Regions from separate parts of the Gossypium hirsutum genome. Here region 1 is linked to region 2. The links are chromatin contacts, called in public Hi-C maps. All regions are on one chromosome and are shown on one strand. The core of a region is the stretch at or near the end of the contact, and the rest is flanking DNA. Distances in the headings are between cores, read along the strand shown. Region 1 holds the start of LOC107891978. Region 2 has its middle 28 kb from the start of LOC121221156.

Region 1 (5,426 bases), core at 2,242-4,741, 230 kb after region 2:
TCAAACTTTGTTTTTAATCCTAATGAATATTTTTAAAATCATCTTTATTGCTACATGACTACTAAGAATATATATATATTTAAAATTTCAAAATGTTACTTTAGTAACTTTAATAGAAGAATTTTAACAATAATAAGAATTGAATCCAAATTTTTAAATTTGAAGAGCGGATCACTAAATTCTAAATGTACAAAGTATATAATGACTTAAAGCTTTTAACCTTCAAATTTTTAATCTATAATTTTTATTCACCATTGATTGCATTATATTCTCAAACCCTTCTTACATCAATAAGTTGTATGTGTACATTTAAGATAATACACAACTTAAACTGTCTGGGAAAAGTCAACATAAATAAATAAAAATGCCAAAGTTAAAATAAAAACATTCACATCTTCTGATAAAATAAATAGTTATCCTAATATTCTTCTTCTTCTTCTTTTTTGAAAATTTAAAATATCTCATATTTCACCTAAAAATGTTGGGAGTAGAATTACCATTAAATCTTGGAGTTAGCAGTGATTTGAGGTTGTGGAAGAATTGGAGGCAGCATGTAGTAGAGGGCAATGAAAGTTCATTTCTTCTACAGAATATTTCTCCCTGCGGATGCCCAACATACTTCTCACTTTACACAAACATAAAATGGTAAAAGCTATACACAAGGGCGAGTAAACAAAATCCAAGGGTATCCTTAAGTTTCCTATATATTAATTATCCTAAGGATCACTTAGCATATAGCATCACCGATTTCTAAACACTATAAGTAGTAGCATACTTTATTACACATATTATACATTCATTTTACTCTCCACTCTCCTAACAAAGTAATATTTTCTTTCCATATATGAAACAGTATGGAACAATAGTTAAAACTTCTCGTCTAGCACTTAAATGACACAGTTTCAAACCCTGTCATCTCATTCAAGAGAAATTTCTGGATCAACGAGGAAATTGATCCTAGAGAGAATACATGAACATATTTCTGGGATAAGTCACTAAGATCTTAATCATGTGCAGTAAACAAAGCCTTCTTGAAAATGCACATAGCTTTGCTTAAATTTAGAAGAAAGGATCGAAAGCACTTACGATAATAGACTAATAGATTCGAGATCATCAGCTTTCAACGAATTCTCATTGAACGAGTGGCGATGAAGTTGACGTGTGAAACTGCTTGTTGTGTCCAAGAAATAGAGAAGGAAAGACATCATGCAGCTGCAAAGAAACATGGGTATAGGCCCAAAGATCCATAGCAATAGAGAGAAGGATAAGTAGAAGGCTCGCAGTCCAAGTGACCAGAAATAACTTCCTCTGTTTAAGTTTCTTGCAACATACTCAACAGTCTCCATGTTGTCTATGGGTGAAGAGAGCGTGACCAAGAAGCTTACATGGGCGTAGTATCTAATAGACTGCACATTGCAAAGAAAAGCAACAAGGAAACACAACAAGATGGAAAAATACTTGATGGAAGACAGTAGGCGAGTCTTGTTCCCAAAAACTATTTCGGAACTTGTGTTGCCAGAGTCTGAGCTGCTGCTAACGAAAACACTAATCAGTGAACTGAGAGTGATTGCTATCGTGGCCAAAAGTGTCGACGCCATTATGTTGTTGCGTATTGTTTGTACTGCTAGAACACCATTTTTCAACGGATCCTGAAACATCAACGACAATATCATGCTTAGTACAAGCACAGTGACATTCTATGGAAACAGAAAATGTTTCCATATTGTAATGTGTTCTGGATTTATCAAATTCAGACCAGCGAAGGATGCTACATTCTTTTAATAAAAGAACTACAAATCATCATGTTAAGCTCATTAAAAGAGAGACAACAAAAAGGCATGTCGTGATTTGGGAGCTATCTGTTTCTGCAATCTCACAAGCAGCTCAGAAGTATATTTATTTATTTTTCTATTGATGAAACAACAGCATCTATAGCATCAACATTTAGCAATTGACGAGAAATATTGTTACTTTTACTACTTGAATGTGACTTCTATAAGGAATGATTACACTTGAATGTGTTCCACTCAAACCATTTGTAATCGCTCCTTTTTGTTCAAGTCATTAAACTCTTCGTCATTTCTTCTGACTTTTATTAACTTTTCAACCTCTAGTGGCAAGTATATTGAAAGCATCAATTAACCAATTGAGCCAAAAGGAAGGAAATACACCAAAAGTTTAACTAGTCATTGGCTCATCAAGCTCTCCCCAAATCAGCCACAAGAAAGCAAATTCAAAGAGAAACCAGCATAATAAGTACTGTGTCTTTCGTTTATTCTTGCTTTTGTGATACTCAAAACAGTAGATTTACACTTAAACAGTTATTACATTATTTCCATTCTGAAAGATTGTAAGATATTTGTACGAAACAGATCAGGCCACCTTCAAAGTTAAATACTTCACTCCCTAAAGTCATAGAACAATATAAAAGTTGAGAACTCTACAGCCTACAAATATAATGATGTTCCTAACAGGTTTTGATCCCATAGGTACAGAAATTCCAAAACTTTGAAAAGAACCCATTACTCAAAATTAATCTAAATAACAAATGGCAGAAGAGAGAGAGAGAGAGAGAGAGAGACTGACAGACATCATGGAGACAACCCATTGGTGACGAGACTGGGCATTTAAGCCGATGACAGTCCTTGTAGGGTGCTTGATAATGGTACAAAGAAGCCATAGATGATAGAGAGAAAGCAGCAGCAGTCCCAATGGAACCAGTACGTAATCCAACTTATCTTGTTCCATGATTCTTCTTTTTCTTCCTTCTTCTGCGAGGTTTGAGGATCCTTAGCCGGTAACACAAACAAGAAAATGCAATCGATTATTTGCCAATTATCAAACAAATCTCTATTCCCTTCTACAAGCCCTATAAGCTAATTTTACTGACAGAGATCTCAAAAACTCTGCTTATTTATATATATAACTGCAAAACTCATTTACTGTATAGAATATTGATTCCAATTAGAACTTTTATTTAAGTTACCGACTTCAACTAGAATCGTATATGAACCTGGCATCCAAAAATAACTCGACAGCATATAATCCGGAGGCAGTCCCTGTAAGAACCAAATCTTATCAATTGAACCAATCACTGTCGGCTCGAAACTCAATGTGATTTCGGATACCATGGGGTGTAAAAAAAGGGTTAAATTCAATTTTTAATTTTAATTACATAATAAATATTATTTTGAACAATAAATATTTTATTAAATAGTTTTAATTTTAAATTTTAGATTCTTTATTTAAAAATACAAGTTCTTTTTTATATAAAAAAAAAGGAAAATAAAACCCTTGAACCTCACTGAAAAGTACTGATGATAAAGGACATCATGGACAGTGTCCTGCTATTTTTTTAACTGTATAAAGAAATAGAAGAATGCGTACTCTTTTGGGGGGCTTCTTTTTATTGGGAAATTTAATGTAGGACAATAATGCAAAGAACATGACAGCAAATAAAAAATAAATGGAAATTTGATTAAACTAGAACACAAGTTGTAACTTCTAACTTGCTTGTCTATAATATACTTCTTCCTTATTTGGCCTCATTGCTTGTATCAAAATATAACTACAATGATGGTATCAAAATAAATAATAAATTAGTGATGGTATATAAAAATATATAATACATGTACTCTAAATCATATAAACGACATCATTGTTAAGAAGGATAATCACGAATTTTAAATATGAATCCTAAAAACAGATATGAATACCAAATTTAAAATAATCATATATAGTATTTTTTTTAGAGAGGGATTCACTTATATCCTTTTGTATTTTTTGTACGATTAATATCTTAATAATTCTATTATTAGATTTAACACTTCATTCATATAAATTATGTATATCAAATTTGATGTAAATTAAAATTTTCTAACGATTTGTTTTATAAAAAAAATTAACTGTTGAATATATATCAATATATAAAGTATTTTAGATCGAGATGATAGAGATATTAGATCAATTCGAAAATTTATATGTATGACAAATATAATTATATCGATAAATTCAACTGTTAAATCATTAAAATATTAAAAATTTTATACCGGGGTAAGTCAACCTTCCTTCTTTTATTTTTAGATAAATAATTAAACAAATTCCAAACTTTTTTTGGTAGAAAATAAAGCTTAAGAAATGCCTAAAATTCGAGTGAAGCTAATGTATTTCATCTACTTCTAGCAGTGAACAATGAATATTCTCCTCCAACAAATATCTCACATAATACGGTGGATCAAAAAGGACCACTATCCGATCAATTCCATCTCCCATTATCTTAAATAGACAATCAACAGCTTTATTACTGTCCCTTATAAAATGCAGAAAATTTACTTACCAAATTTTAATACATCATTAGTGAATCATCCTGATTTCGCCAACATTACTAACCGCTGCTAAACCATTCCGAATAACGTGAATTAACAGTGCATTATACTTTCCAACAAACAAATTCCAAACCTTTTAAGTTAGATTCACCCTTTGATTAAATGAACCATAAATTATTCAATAATTGCTTTCAGTAAAAAGGTATAGTGAAAAAAGTCAAAACATCAAATTTGCTGATCTGGTCATGTGTCAAAAAAGAGTTGGAGTTAATATATTTAGGTATGTCATGTTCAATTATTTTGGCGTTTCTTAATAATTGCAGCACCATCTCCTTTAATAACTATTTGTTTAAAGCTTTTTTTGAGCTATTACCACGTTATCTTAATTTAATAAATTTGGTTTGATAATGATTTTTATTAGTATAATGTGCAATATTAAATTTGTTTTAAATGGAAAGGTAATTTGGTTGATGGCATCAAGCTTGAAAATTATTCCTTTTAACTTGGGTTGGGTTTGATTAAAGATTTAATTAAACAAAAAAACTCCTAGATAAAGGTAGAAAAAATATTGTAACATATCTACTACGGCCGGATCTTGTCTAATTGTTTAATATCAAAATTACTTTTAAAAATATTATCTTCTTTTAGGTTGGAATAATCCATTCTTAAGGAGGATCTATCTTTTCTCAAGAAAAACAAAAACTTTTAAACAACTTTTAAAGATCATTCAACGTATAATTTGAGTGGGCTTGAGAGGCATATATTTAGGTGAGACTGAATCAGAGAAGATTCAATCTTTATTAGTGTAGTACTTATGTGTTGTCTTAGTCATATGAATACATCACATCTATATTCTTTTTACTCATCTATTATTAGTCCCAAATTATTTTATCATAACTCATATTTTTAATAGGACCAGTTTTAGTATTGACCATGAGCTTATTAGAGTCCTTTGAAGAAGACTTTGGCATAGAAGGTAAAAGTTCCTACAAGATGAACATTGACTACGACCATCGAAGCTTTTTTTTTTGTGATGCTTAAATCAACCACGGGTGTATCTTAATGTAAGAGGAAATTGTTGGAAAATATGGACATCACATA
Region 2 (5,223 bases), core at 1,490-3,989:
TCATGCTTTTGAACATGAATTGTTTTTCCATTCTTCATCAAATAAATGGTATCTTCAGCAAATAGAATTACTTCCTCAACATTGTCTTTAGGTGGTGTGATCTTCATCAAATCAATTACTTAATTTGTGGGGTTCGGAAGAATCGGAAAGATTTCCACTGAACTTTTTAAATTGCTCCTCAAGTGTTGCTCCTTATATAGCTTTCGCGCTCCAACCAATTAATCTCCAAAAACATATTTAAATATGCAAAATTTGGTTAAGCAGGAGAAAAGAATTTCTCACCTTTAAAACGCACTCAATTTGGCTTTTACCCTCCAATAACCTCACCATTCTTGCCTTTTACCTCTCAATTCATCCAACTTTGTTAATTTTCAAAGCTTCTTGGGGAAAAAAAAAAGAAAGAGTACAACTTAGTTGCAGAATTTTTGAGATACGGAGAACCCTAACAAATCTAGGAGGCAATATCATGAAATTGAAACAAAGGAACTGAGACCACACGAAGAGAGGATTTATGCGATTTTTAAAACTTCCTAACACAAGAACAAAACTGTGTTAATTGATGTATAAGAACCAACAAAATCAAATATAAGAAACAATCCAACTCTAGGAATAAAATTTTAAAAAAAGTGGTAGTTATAAAAACCTAGAAAACCTTCTACCCAAATTAGAAATGGGTATTTTTTTATGCTTTTAGGGTTTTTATTTTTGATACTTTCAATTTTTTTTTGAAATAACTCAGAAGATCTTAGTTGAGCAATTCGGTAACAAGGAGAATGAATCATGGTGTTTTCTTAAACCCAAACATTATTCATAAACAAATAAAATAAGAAAATCATAAATAAAGAATAAGCTAAAATATGCTTCAAGTTTTTGTACTCTTCTCATATTTGAAATTTAGGTAGTTTATTTTTATTTTTAGAAATTTAGTTATTTTAAAATTCAGGTGTAATTGTTAACTTTGATTAAAATTTTCTATTAAATTCACTCGTGCGATATTTTGAAAAAAAAAATCTTACTTAATTGTCATGTAATAGAAAAATAATGTTGTATTAAACTTACATTTAACAAAAAAAAAATAATGGTATTAACAAATAAATTTGTATTTTTAAATTTAAAAAATAGAAGATTATATTTCTTGAAGAAAAATGAAACTAAAATTTAAATATATAAAAAATACATAGGATTAGCATCTCTTAACCTAAAGAATAATAAATAAAAAATAAACTAAAAAGAACGTAAGAAAAAACCAAAATAAAGGGTAGAATGTGTATAGCCCTCTAATAAACAAAGTGATTAGCGATCACGGTTATTAGAAAGTTCCCTGCTACTAGTAACCCTCTGGAAAACTCACTCCTAGCAAAATGGATAATTGAGACTTCGAAATAAGTTGGTAACTAAACAACTTTTCCAACAAAGATGAATCTTTCAATCTCTGAAATGCCTTACGCTATACTTTTATTATTTAAAAAGCACAATTGCAAAGGTTGCCAAGCAATGTATTTATAGGATTACAAATAAATTTAAGAAAATTCAAAAGGAAATACAACTTTAATGATGTGTTTAAGCCAATTATATAATTTAAGAGATATGGTAGAATTTAGACCTGTCCATGGGCCGGGCCGGCCCTGGTTTGGGCCGGGCTCGGAAAAAATTTTCAGCCCGCCTCCTAGGCCCGGGCCTGGCCCGAAATATGGGCCTAAAATTTTTCCCAGACCCGGCCTGGGAAAAATATAATAAGCCCGAGCCCGGCCCGACCCGGCCTATTTTTAAAATAAACATTAAAAAATTATTTTAAAAATAAAAAAATAAAAAAAATTATTTTAAAAGTATTTTAAAATTAAAAAATAAAATATATATATATTTATTATATTTGGGCCCCGGCCCGGCCCGGGCCAAAAAAGTGGTGCCCGAGGCCCGACCCTTTTTTAAACGGGCCTCATTTTTTACCCAAGCCCATATTTCGAGCCTATATTTTTACCCGAACCCCCCATATTTCGGGCCAGGCCGCCCGGCCCATGGACAGGTCTAGTTGAATTACAAATATTATTTTAAAGTAAAATCTTTTCGGGTATTTTCCGTATTCAATTTACAGTCCGTTCAAAATTGTAACTATATTTCTTAATAATGTTATTTCTAAAGTTTAAACTTGCATTTCTCATTAGAAGTACAACCTGTTTTTACTATTGTACTCAATCATTTAAAAAAAAATCCTAAAATTAGCCCAAAATTAATCCAAAGCTTTTCAATGTGTAATTTTCAAATTGGACTTGTATAAATTTTTTATCCATACGCTCTCCAATAATTCAATAGTAATTTGAACTAAAAAAAACCTCATCAATATGTAACTCAACCAAATATACTTGAATCTTATTCAAAATCTAATTGCTATTTAACTCATATTCCAAATTTCATGATGATCAACTTTATTGAATTATTCAATACAAGTGATTTTACTCCATCCATGTTCACATCATAATATGTGGTTGGAAATTGAAAACCAAATATATATCTCGGGAAAAAAAGAAGAATACCTTTTCCTTTTTTTTTTTTTAATGTTTTTGGCAACTGAATTTTACCATCCATTTTAATGACGTTGTGTCTTTTTATTTCCTTTTTTGCAGTCATTATTAGTACTATTAAAGTAATGCAAATTGCATGACAAAAGCTGACTACTTGAGCAGCCATACGTAAGACCGTAAAAAATGGACCACAAATGTCCAGGTCCAACATGCTTTTTTTTATTTAGCTAGCTGCCCTCTATGTTATTAGATCTTAGCCAACAACACCTATGCTGCCTTTAAGAGATACATATATAAGGGGAAATGGCATCCTCGTAGGTTACCGATATTAGCAAAAAAGAAGCCCAGTTAGTTAAATTATCTTGTTAAATAATGGTATCCCTAGTTTAGCACCAGACGTTTGAACATATATATGCTAAGCTGTATCCCTAAGTTGGCCAAAAAAAAGCTGTATCCCTATAATTGGAAACTTATAAAGAGGGACTGACCTTATCTTATTCCTTTACCCGACAATAAAATGATTCTGAAATCTGTATTTGGTAATTATGAAAGCATAAAGGGTGAGGTCCAATCTTTAACCAAGTATATTTGGCTTTTAGTGGATGAATTTGCCGTGGAGATTAGGGATGATAAAACTTGTACTGCTAAATAAATTTGGCATCAACTTATTTTGAATGAAGTTGATTTTTTATTTGAAAAAGTAGATACAAGATGAGACGAGACAAGACGGGATGAGATGAGATGGGGTGGGGTGGATTTTTTTTTAGTAATAGCTATGGAGCGATTATGGTAATTGATTGTCTCGACTCGCTTCACTATATAAAGTTACTATTTTATTCTTATATGTATAAATGATTAAAAGGGTAAAACTATAATAACATAATATAGAAAAAATCATATATTTTATATTTAAATATATAGTTTTTGAAAAATCATGTTTAAATATTTATTTGATGTGAAAAAGATTAAAAAAATTAAAGATAAATAGAAACGGAGTAGGGTGGAGCAGGGATGAATGCATCCAATATCCATGAAAGTGATAATAATTTTCAAGATTATATATCCATAATGGAGCGGGACAAATGAATGAGTAAAACGTGCCACTTGGGAAGAAGTAATAGATTTAGCAATATTTACTTCTGCACCACTCCATTACCATTCCTAATAGAGCTATTTTCGTTATTTTTGTTTTAAAATTTTGACGTAAATCAAATTAAGCAGCAGTGCCATGTTAGATATAGCTTCAAGATAGCAATATGCTCTTTTATTAGTCTGCAGAGGCTAATTCGTCCACATATATTTCTCATTTCTGTGTCATTTCAACCACTAAAGCAGCATCTATGAATTTGTATATTTAGTAAATGTATTTTTGCATGGTGGGTCTCATTCTCATATATCATCAACTAACAAGATCTGCATATCAAATTGGATCATGCAAATTATGTTTGCTAATTTTTCATGTTAATTGTATAAACATTATAATAATTTATTAAAATTTTAAAGACACAAATACAAATGCAAATACAAATTAACGAATAGTTGAAAAAAATGAGAATAAAAACTTTATTTCAAATACTTAAATAAATTTAAATTTTAAAATTAACATTATTAAAAAAAATTTACTTGAATAACATCCCAATTTAAATAAAACTAGATTTAAACCATTTTGTGAATACCCACCCGCAACAAAAATTCTCTCCTAATATATTATTTTTACGGTTGTTGGTATTGTAAAAACTTGTCGGAAATGATGAAGATTTTACAGCCGAAACATGCTGGTTTTGACTTTGTAACATGATCTCGTAAGATTTGAGTAGGAGCAAATTGTAAGGCACATGGCATGTCATGAAAACAGCAGCCGCAAAGAATGCAATGATGAAAACAGCAGCCGCAAAGAATGCAATGATCATTCAAACTGAGAATCTGTTTTTGTGCAGAGATATATACTATAATCCAATTCACACCACACTACACATTTATTTCCTAATTATTTTTATAAAATTCTAATACATCCCAAGAGTTAATTAACACATCAAGAGCACTAATTTTTTGTACTAATCAAATATGTAGAAAGGCAAATGATTAAATCATTCCAAAAGTAATCCAGATTGAAAAAATAAAGGTGGTAGGATTTGGGTTGTTATGGAGAGTTAGAAAGGTAAAAGGCGTGAGAGAAATAATTTTTTTACTATAAAAAAGGATAGCAAATGGCATATAGGGGGAGTACAAGAGGGACAGGTAGTGGTTAGTACCTCTCTCCTGTTGTATACCCTACACTTATTATTCTTTTGAGTGGGTGTCACTTTTCTCTTCCTATAAATACAGGCCTATCGGACGACTTCTATAGATCATTCACCAATGTCTTTCTTTCCATTCAACCTTTTTTCTTTCCCTTTCTTAAATAGTTATACTTTTCATCTCCCAAGGCCAACCTTTCCTTTTAAAGTAACCTTTTCTTCCTTTCCTATGGTCTAATGAATTTTTAACTAAAACAATAGTGCGTAGGTGTAGGGACTCTAAGGGCCGGGGAGGAAAGCGAGGAGGCAATTGGTGATTGTTGTTGACAGAAGATAGAGAGCACAGATGATGGTGTGCAATTAGGAGTCTTGAAGCAATGCATCCCACTCCTTTGTGCTCTTTATGCTTCTGTCATCACCTTCAAGCCACTCTTACCTTTTCTTCTCACCCTATTTTCTTCCTTTTA

Evidence for each region. Hi-C and Micro-C count contacts between places; a contact is called where the count stands out from the background.
Region 1: a contact with region 2 is called in a Hi-C map of leaf, with 1.6 times the contacts expected there. The contact joins the promoter of LOC107891978 here to the enhancer-like site in region 2. A contact is called at or near these places in 2 of 34 Hi-C or Micro-C datasets (fibers and leaf).

What each region holds. Positions count from the first base shown.
Region 1 is chrD09:26,298,770-26,304,195 of Gossypium_hirsutum_v2.1, forward strand. LOC107891978 reads right to left here and starts at 3,492. Exons shown (of 3, transcript XM_016816919.2): 1 at 2,587-3,492; 2 at 1,087-1,649; 3 at 228-600. The coding sequence starts at 2,748. The coding sequence ends at 513.
Region 2 is chrD09:26,073,487-26,078,709 of Gossypium_hirsutum_v2.1, forward strand. No RefSeq gene overlaps it. Among protein-coding and RNA genes, the nearest start is that of LOC121221156, 28 kb to the left of the region's middle. Within about 2 kb of position 2,740, at least 2 of the 9 cell types and tissues checked have an H3K27ac peak or open chromatin away from gene starts, as enhancers often do. A contact at or near this core is called in leaf, where this site is marked.